2 separate regions of the Drosophila melanogaster genome follow, and region 2 is linked to region 1. The links are chromatin contacts, called in public HiChIP or PLAC-seq maps. All regions are on one chromosome and are shown on one strand. Each heading gives the region's core, a stretch centred on a gene start, on an enhancer-like site or on the middle of the called end of the contact. The rest is flanking DNA. Distances are from core to core; before and after follow the strand shown.

Region 1 (4,650 bases), core at 790-3,289:
CTGATAAGATAGCACCCATTATCTAAGCAAACACACCAATACACGCGCAAGTGTACTCGCCACAGTACTCGCTTATAATAATTTGAATTCTAATCAGAACGGTAGAGGGGGATGGAGAGACTCCAATCAGAGACCTTCCCAGTCAGACTGTTCGAAAAAAAAAATTACAATTTTCCACGTTGTTAATTTATGCCAAATACACACGTACATACAAACGTTAGTGTAAGTTTTTGCATAGAATTTAGCAATGGAATGACCGCGAAATTGATATGTTATTATTGTGTTTAAATTGTTGTATAAGTTTCTAGGTTTACCATAAATGGTGCTTCATAATTATTTTATTCAGTTGGCTTTTTTTTCCCCCCCGAAAGCAGGACTATTCAGTATCTAGAGTCAAGAAGCCATTTAAAGAAACCACGTCAAAGCCAAAATATTTAACACATCTGCATTGGGTTTCGAACTTGCGAAATTTGGATGCGCTGGCGCTAACAAGATTATTTTGTATGAAAAACTGCACCCACTTAATACATATGTAGATATGTATGAATGTATGTATGTACATATGTCTTGAGAGCGAAATAACCCCTTGAACAAATCACACGAAAAGTTAACGAAATCGTACACTGCGTAGGTTATGAAAAATGTTAATAAATGGTTGTATTTAATAAAAAAAAAACATGTGAAAACAAGCAAACATTTTACTGAAAAATATGACTATTTTGAAATATTGTATCCCAAAGAGCCCAACCCTCCTCAAATCTTATAAATTCGAATGTGTGTGTGTGTGTGTGCTGTTGTGTGTTTTTTTAGTGTACCTTTACGGTCCATAGCATGGATCGATTTATGGCATAAATTTACCCTTACCACCACGGAATTGGGAATTGCATCCCTAATTCCGCATGGAGTCTCGTTCCAAATAGATTTTGGATTTTGTGTTCCCAAAATGAATCAGTGTCCGTTCCGATTTGGGAAGAGCCCGTATTGAAGGCAACTGTGAAAGACATTAAACTGCAGCCGCTGCTCTCATTTGCTTTTGCTTTTTTTTTTCTGATTGGACCTAGGTTTTCTTGCTTTTTCTGCCTTTTTGCTTTCGTCATTGTTATGGTTATTTGCTGTTGCTATTGCCGTTGCGCACAGTTGGGTTAATATTTCGAAAATAAGCCATAATTGTGTGTCTCAGCCACCATTTTGTGGTTTTAGTTGAGTTTGAGTTTGTGCTTGCTTTGGTTATTTCCTTCATTTTTTTTTGTTATTTTTTACATATATTTCTTTTTTACGTTTAATGCTTAGTGCGCCTCGTTTTTTCCGTTGGTTTGGCAGCTAGACGGCCAAAGTGTGAGTTCGGATTGGAGTTCATTCACCGCGCAGTAACTGACGGATGCCAATAAGAATATCCCAGATCCCAGTTGGTCTTGAAGAAAACCCCCAACGTTATTTCGTTTTTTTTTTTTCACAAACTCTTGCTTTAACCCGCACTCACTCACGAATACAACAAAAACAAAAACAACAACAACAACAACAACAAAAAGATACAAAATCATACAGATACACACACTCGCACTAACGTTCGTTCACACACACAACCACTATAAACAATCGGCGGTGGTTGAGATCCCCAAAAACCCCTCCCCCACCGAACCAACGAACCACCACTGTTTTTATGTTTCTCTGTTTTGAGTATTATTAATTTCGCCGTACATCGGTGGTACAATGTGTGTTACAAAGCCAAAAAGCCCGAAAAAAAAATAAATGAAAAACAGTCGAATATTTTGTCGTACTTGATGGTAAAGTAAATATAACACACAGATGCAAAGGCGGTTAGACATACAGGGCCAATATACAGATACTATCCGTATATACGGTGTGATTGTATTTGACTTTATTTAACGACAATTACCTAAACAAACGTGAACAATAGAATAGCGGCGGTACGACGACGCGCACTTAACAACAAAAAGTACTCCGGCGTTCGGGAACGGGAAAACCAAACAAAAAAATAACACGTCCGCTCACCACAAGATTTCAAAGTTGACTGCGACAGCAACGATTTTTTTTGCGGCAAATGGAATCCACAATACGATCCACTTTTAATAACATAGGCTTCTCTTAAAGCGTTGTATTTGTATTCATTGTATCTGCAGCGCTACCGGACTGGCGAGATTTCGTTCTGGCTTAAGTTAAGATTTCCGGCTGACCTGGCCTACACCGAAAGAAACGGGTGAAATTGGCATATATCTTATCATATTAATTGAATCAGAAGATTGTTTTAATTTCGTATATTCTTATGGCTAAAGAAATGTTTTTAAATTAAATGTTTATAACGTAGGATGTATAAATAACAATTTGTTCTTAACAAGCCACTGCAATGGTCCTTGTCGACGAACCAAAAATATACTTGCCAACTTTCAAATAATGGGTATACAAAATTATACAGGAGATTTCTTAACGTGTTGCTTATTTTGGTTCTATTTTTTCAAGTAAGGATATTTTAAGGCGTTGCCACAAGTTCGACCTATGATGTTGCCAGCAGCATGGAATAAGAATGCTGAGAATTCAAATTATGAAATTTATTAAAAGTAAGAAATGAAATTATTTGGCTCTTAAAAAAATAAATTTAAAAGAATGTTTAGTATGTGCTGAATGGAAATAATGGTAATTTAACAAAATATACTGAAAACACGTCAATTTAAAAAATATCACACCTTAAAATCGTTAGCCTTAATATCGGTTTTTTTTGCCATGTGCCTTAAAATAAATTTAGATAACATTTTTTTGTAAAATGTTACATATTCAATTAAGCGTTTCGAACCCATTTGGAACCACTTCTTTTAAGGCTACATGAGACTTTCTACAAATATTGTATTTCCGCAATGTAGGTTTGTTACGGCTAAAACTTATTGTTTAAGCAAAATCAGTGGATATGGCAACGCTCGTAAGAAATTATAGAAATATGTGAAGCGCCATCCAGCGGATAGTGCAAGTTCTGCAAAAGCGCGCGTAGTAGCTATTTTTGGAGACTAAACTACCGCCATCTGTTGGTGTTTATTCAAAACAGACGTAAAAAAGTATGTTACACAAAATAAATTTTTTGTGTAGTTACTATATTTTTAGGGTTGACTAGCGTTGTGCTATTTTTCAGTAATAACAATAAAATAAATAGTGATCGCTAGATAAAGCTAGGGCTAATCAAACTGAAAAACGAAATAAAATTGATTATGTTTATCTGTAGTTTATGCAGACAAATAAGTAAACTAACTACACTATTTCACAATTTGCCTTACAAGTAAAAAATGAAACCAGCAAAATTTACTTGAAATCGGCATAACTAATCGCAATTGTTTGGTTAGTTGTTAGTTGGCTTATGAATTAAGTTTTGAGTTCTTAAAAAATCATTTAATTTTAATCTTAAATCACTATGTATCAATTCCATTACAATTCCAATTCACTAACTTTCAACTATACTTTGGTTGTTTTTGTACTTTATACTTAATATGCTTTTCTATTTATGACACCGATATTAAGCAATTATGTACCATGCCATTTACAGAGCAAAACAGAGCTTCTCCTCGAGCCATCCTCTCTCCTTTGGATTAGTGTGAGAACTGTTTCAAAAGGCGATTTTGCGGGCATGCCCCCTTTTGCAGATCCGTGGACAATGCCAAGGGCATGGCCTCCGTTCGCTTAACTGGCAATCTGCGCGTAATGATGGTTTCAGGATTTAGTCGGCCAATCAATCGATGGTCGCATAGAGTTTAACAATTCCATGGTGCGCTTAATTCGGGGGTTCGGTTACGGTACTCGAATTGGGCGATTTCGATGGCGAATGGAATGGACTGAACTGAACTGAACTGAACTGCACTGCACTGGATGGACTGTTGTCTGGTTTGTGGTGTTTTAGGTGCCGGGATTTCGCATCAGCCTCATATGCATATGCATATACTTTTTTATTTCACAAGACGGAAATTTTCGTTTTTCGTCTTTGGCTTTAGCTTTGGTATTAGCAGCGACTTTGACTTTGGCTTTACCCACATAATTGGTCTTGGGGTTGGCCTCACCATGGATGCTCCATGGATATGCTTACATATTGGTATCGGATCGCATCGCATCGCATCGCATCGCATCGCATCGCATGGCATCGCATCGTATGGCCGGCCGACCAATTTAGGTGGGCCCCCAATTTAAGTGATAATGATTATGCGTTGCGTCGACTTCCCATATTCTCCCAGTTAGGAGTTTCAGTTCCCAGCTAAAGTCTGAGCCAAAACGCAATCTTGCTGGTCCCGAATCTCAAAACTGAGAGCCATGGCCAAAGCCAAAACCGAAACCAAAACCCAAACCCAAACCCAAACCCAAGACCAAACCAAAACCAAAACCGAGCCCATGCAATGGAGTTACTGTGATTTGTGGTTAGTTGCAGCTTCTGTGCTACGTTTAAGCCATTGGAGCTGTCAGGTCTACGTTTGACTTTAAGGCTCATTACGTCAAAAAGAGGCAGTGAAAAAGTATCGTTAAAACCTTTGGCGATCTGTGGGAAAATTCTCTTCACCATAATTTGCATTGGGCTCAATTAAATTTGCTTTGCTGTGATGATGATGCTGCTGCTGCTGCTGCTGTTGCTTTGTACCCCCGATTCATAATATGGACATTAAC
Region 2 (4,638 bases), core at 907-3,406, 140 kb after region 1:
CGGAATTCTAAAGACAAAGTGCCGAGGTGACCTCTGGTACTCCCAAGATGAATCGTCGGTTTGTTCGCACCCCGTCGATAAGCAGTTAATTATATTTACTCCCATCCTGTTTTTAACCATCGCAAAGGGCGTTGCAGCTCGGCGGCTTTGCTTTGTTTCCTGCTGCACATTATTTTCCAAGTACAGTGTATATATAGTACGCGTGTCTAGTTGCACTTTTTTCCAAGTTTTCGGCGCCAAGGAGCATTAATCAATGACAGTCAATATACCCATCCATCCATCTATTCCGAACTATCCATCCAATCTGTCCGCTCAACACGGCGGCATTCATTGCAACATTACCGTAAAATTTAAGTTATATCCACCTATACATACATGCATATGTATGTATGTACATGGTATGCCTCATTTTTTTTCGGCGATCGAGCTCAAAGGGAAACCGTATAAATCATAATTACATTTCCAAATTATTCATCGTCAATCAACATAATGAAATTCGTTTTTGGGCTCTCAAACCTAACTAATCTATTCCACGTGAGCCAGCACTTTCGATCAAAACCGTCTTAGCCGATCCAGTTGCAAGCGAAAAAAAAAAAAATTTATTTTTTTTTTGAAAAAGTGGGAAGTGTCGCAGCATGAGATTAATTACAAAATCCATTGCCCAAATTCAGTTTTGCCCACTAATCAACGAGGATATGACCAAGCTCTTTTCACGATCAGGCTTTTCGTGATGATCCGATTTCGGAATCTTGTAACTGAAATTAAAGCTTATATAAGCTTTCCATAAGGAACCTTTTAATGTATTTGTATCTTATCGCTTACCTATTTCCGCTAATTACTTATAAGGATCGTTTTATATTTGATGTCCAGTTTTAGCAAAGAGAATATATTTTCAGAAATGTTTGACATGTACTTAACCATCACTAGAATGAAACTTGATAGCTTTGCATAATTTCCGACCAACCTTATATGATTATACAAATTATTTCAACACTCCGGGCTAAAATGTAATACATGATGATGATTTCAACATTTATCCATATACATATAGTGCCTAATACAAGTACTACTTATGTTTTTATACCGAATTACAGAAACAAAAAAAGGCCAGCAGGCTATAGAGAAAAGAGTTCTTATCCCATTTCCCGGCCATTGGCGCCATACAAACATGCATTTTAAAATAATTAGATTCGTTCGAACCCTTCGCCCTGAACCACTAATTTTGAATGGAGGAGGAGGGTATTCAACGTACGGAGCGAATAATACGCAATTAAATTGATGGGTGTGGCCAGTGTCCTCATCCCTTTGCACTGGCGAGTCAACGAAAAATTTCATTAACGAAATCACTGTCGACGCACTCGCACTGGCATGGCATTCAAATTCGAATCTACATCCACATCCACATCCACATCCACGTCCATCGTATGCATACAATGATTTTTAAGAGCCATTTACATTTGAGTAATTTCATTGGGGTGTGTATAGTACACAGATTTTGATTCAGCCAGCCTCTTTCCAATAATCGTTGAGAATGTTTACATAGACCCGTCGAGTTCAAAGAACCTACATATGGGCCATTCTTTTCTCTAGTTAGATTATTCATTTGCCAGCAAATTTGCCGGAAATAACTATGTGTTCACCAAAATCACCAAGCATTTGTATTTCAATTGGGTTACGTATTCTCATTTAATTAAAACTCAAGAAAAACACAAATCTTAGTACCTTTAGATGCTTTTTTGTCCATAAAAAACATTTCGAATTTCGTATTACTATTGGCGCTAAAATAGTCATTGTAAATTATGCAGCCCAGAACATTTTCATATACAATTTAGACAAAAACAGTAGTTTCAAGACAGATATATTGAACAAATCTAGAAGTTTCATATATCCGGGTCATCGCTTTAAAAATGGAAAAAGGATCATTAACGTATCTACAAACATTTCTGATTCGAGATTAATAATTAATACCTTACCATGAGCAAAAGATATAAATAAGATATAAACAAATATATAAACTAAGTAACTCATTCTAATATATAATAGAAAGTTTATAAATTTACCATTTTTGGTTATTGTCACGGCCTGAAAGTCGGCAATTCAAATTATGAACAACATACCATCTCGTGGCGCCATCTATGGACAGATAAGCGAACCACAACTATGGTTGGTCATGAGCAGATCGCCACCTATGTTTTGAAAATCGAACTTGGATCGACCATCAATTGTCATATGAGATCATCTGCAAAAATTTAATTTCCGCCAGCAACTGGTGAAACAAATTAAAGCTAATCATATTTTTCTGTTTAAGATGACCATTTCCATGTGCCCAAACAAATGCGAAAACAGAAAATAACACAAAAAAAAAACCATCACACACAGGATCTGTCTAAAACAATCAAACGTTCTAGGTTACTTCCGCTTAATTAATTTTGAAACCCTAAATTCAGCTGTGCCAACAGAGTTTTCCGCTGCCCCAGCTCCCGAGTCCCAGCTCGAATGCCCCTGGGCAGTGCACACATTTCCGTAACGCATGGCAGTGAGTCCCATCCGGATCAGGATGCCGTGTGGAAATTGTTTATCATACAATTTGCGAGTGAAAACTTTTGTCACTGAGCACCCAACTCCAACGACCACACTCACTCACACCCACTCACATTTCATAATGCGCAAATGAAAATCTAATTAAACAAACTGGTGCAGTCGAATCAGTTGCTAAATCCAAAAGCGATAAGCAATCAGAAATTCCTCAAAACCAGTGCCAAAGACCAGTTTTATCGAAAATCACAGGGGTCAGAGGTCAGCGGTCTGGGGTCAGGGGTCAGTGGAGTGGCTGGAGTGGCGTGCACGGACATTCCTTTATGCAAATTAATTTCAATTGATTGCGCACGGAACAGTTTTTATTTCGATATTCCCGCTGTCGCAAATATGCATACATTTTACTTAGATCGCTTTGATGTCGCTCATGTGAAAAAGTGCCTGGCATAACATTTTTCTTTCGCAATGGGTTACTCCGGCCACAAAAGTTGCTCCATTGCCTGTTGCTTTAAATAATTTGTGCGGCAGCCGAAATGGGTAACTTTCTTCTAATGAAAAATTTGTGTCTTGTTTAAATCTGTAAGCTATTAAAAAATCGAACTGAAAAGTAAAGTAATGCTGTAATGCTTTTTTAATCCGGAAATCCATTAAAGCTCAAGAGTTAGCGGAATTCTTTATGCTTCTACCCATTATTCAGTCGCAGAATCAAAGGTGTAAGCCAGATTTGTTGAAAAGTATGTAACAGGTATAACAGGTCCGTATGATTTCGGGAACTATGAAAGCTTAAAGTTATAGTAAGATAGTTTAATATTTAATTTGATCAGATTTGAATGGGAAATTACCTTCTTTCTATTTCACTTCAGTGCTCAAACTATATTACTGCATTCTTTAAGACACCTTGTATAGGTGTGTTCAAATACGAACTTTGACCCAATGTACGTTTCTAAATTCCTAGATAAGCTTTCGCTAAAAATGTGAAAAGCTGGCCAATATCTGTCTGTTAGTTATTTGCGCTCTACACGACTGGTGGCTAAAAGAGGGGGGGGGGGGGGGCTATTGTATTGGCCTTGTTGCTTTCTAACCGTTAATCGTCCTCAATTGCCTCTAAAAGCAACTTACACACGCTTTTCACGCACAAAAGACGCCGAAAGCGTTCCCTCATTGGCCAAAAGCCCACAACAATATTTGTCTTTGACCCTATTATTTACTAAATTACCTTTTCCTTACGGCGAGGGCTTATGAACCCCAAGACACAATAACCTCACCGCAACCGGCCTCCACGCCACAAAAATACCAGACATATGTCGGGTTTTTCGGGGGTAAGCTGTACAAGTGGAGTCGCAAGGCACTCGATAAGGCACTCGCCAGCATCTGCAGGTGAAATTATTTATTTTGCTCGGGTTAATCCACTACAAAAACAACTGAACTGAACTGAACTGAGCTTGAACTCAACTCAACTGCTGAGTTCTCAACTCTCCACTAACGAAAACGAAAACGAAGGATAATGAAGGGGATGTGTGGAGGGGTGATAAGCGGGCGGGAAAAGCGTCGGAAAATTCGAACTGAAAGACGAGGAAAGCGATGAAAGTGAGCAGCCCCGAGGAGCTAAGCGTATGTGTACAAAGTGATTATAATTTCTTTAAGTGATTTCAACCTTACCTTGAGGTATTTCGGCTTAATTGAAAACATTTCGTTAAATGGCTTCGGCGACCGTGTTTGTGGTTGAATGCTCCTCTACACTTTTGAACCAGTGTTTGCCGTGATTAGCTTTATAAAACACTCATTGTACGAATAAAACGAGTCGTGTGGGTATATTCATGAGTAGGTAGGTACCACGGAAATGGTAGTTTTAAGAGGACATAAATCCTTAATGGTTGAGTGGGTAAATTATAACTATAACAATCTATAGTTGGTTCACCTTTCACTTCTGCCCATGTGCATATTACCACCATTGGCTGTGTTGTAAATATTATATGACGAGTTTTAAACTAGTGCTCAAAAATTATCAGTATTTTAGCCAAAACAATACAAATAATGGTCCAGATATTGAATGGCATACCTCGTTGAGCTTGTATTTGAATTTCCAATCGATTTGCATTCGAA

The links. HiChIP or PLAC-seq counts read pairs in DNA pulled down with a chosen protein or histone mark.
Region 2: a contact with region 1 is called in a CP190 HiChIP or PLAC-seq map of the Kc167 cell line, with 10 times the contacts expected there. The contact joins the enhancer-like site here to the promoter of CG42354 in region 1. A contact is called at or near these places in 1 of 1 datasets of contacts at CTCF or cohesin (the Kc167 cell line), 32 of 107 Hi-C or Micro-C datasets (the Kc167 cell line, the OSC cell line, the S2 cell line and 10 more) and 3 of 6 datasets of contacts at active chromatin or transcription factors (all in the Kc167 cell line).

What each region holds. Positions count from the first base shown.
Region 1 is chrX:16,102,907-16,107,556 of dm6, forward strand. It overlaps CG42354, which reads right to left and starts at 2,040. Exons shown (of 6, transcript NM_001144730.3): 1 at 1,898-2,040; 2 at 1-147. CG42353 reads right to left here and starts at 2,040. Exons shown (of 5, transcript NM_167485.4): 1 at 1,898-2,040.
Region 2 is chrX:16,242,770-16,247,407 of dm6, forward strand. No RefSeq gene overlaps it. Among named protein-coding and RNA genes, the nearest start is that of snRNA:U5:14B, 9.0 kb to the right of the region's middle. Within about 2 kb of position 2,157, at least 21 of the 39 cell types and tissues checked have an H3K27ac peak or open chromatin away from gene starts, as enhancers often do. A contact at or near this core is called in the Kc167 cell line, the OSC cell line, the S2 cell line and 6 more, where this site is marked.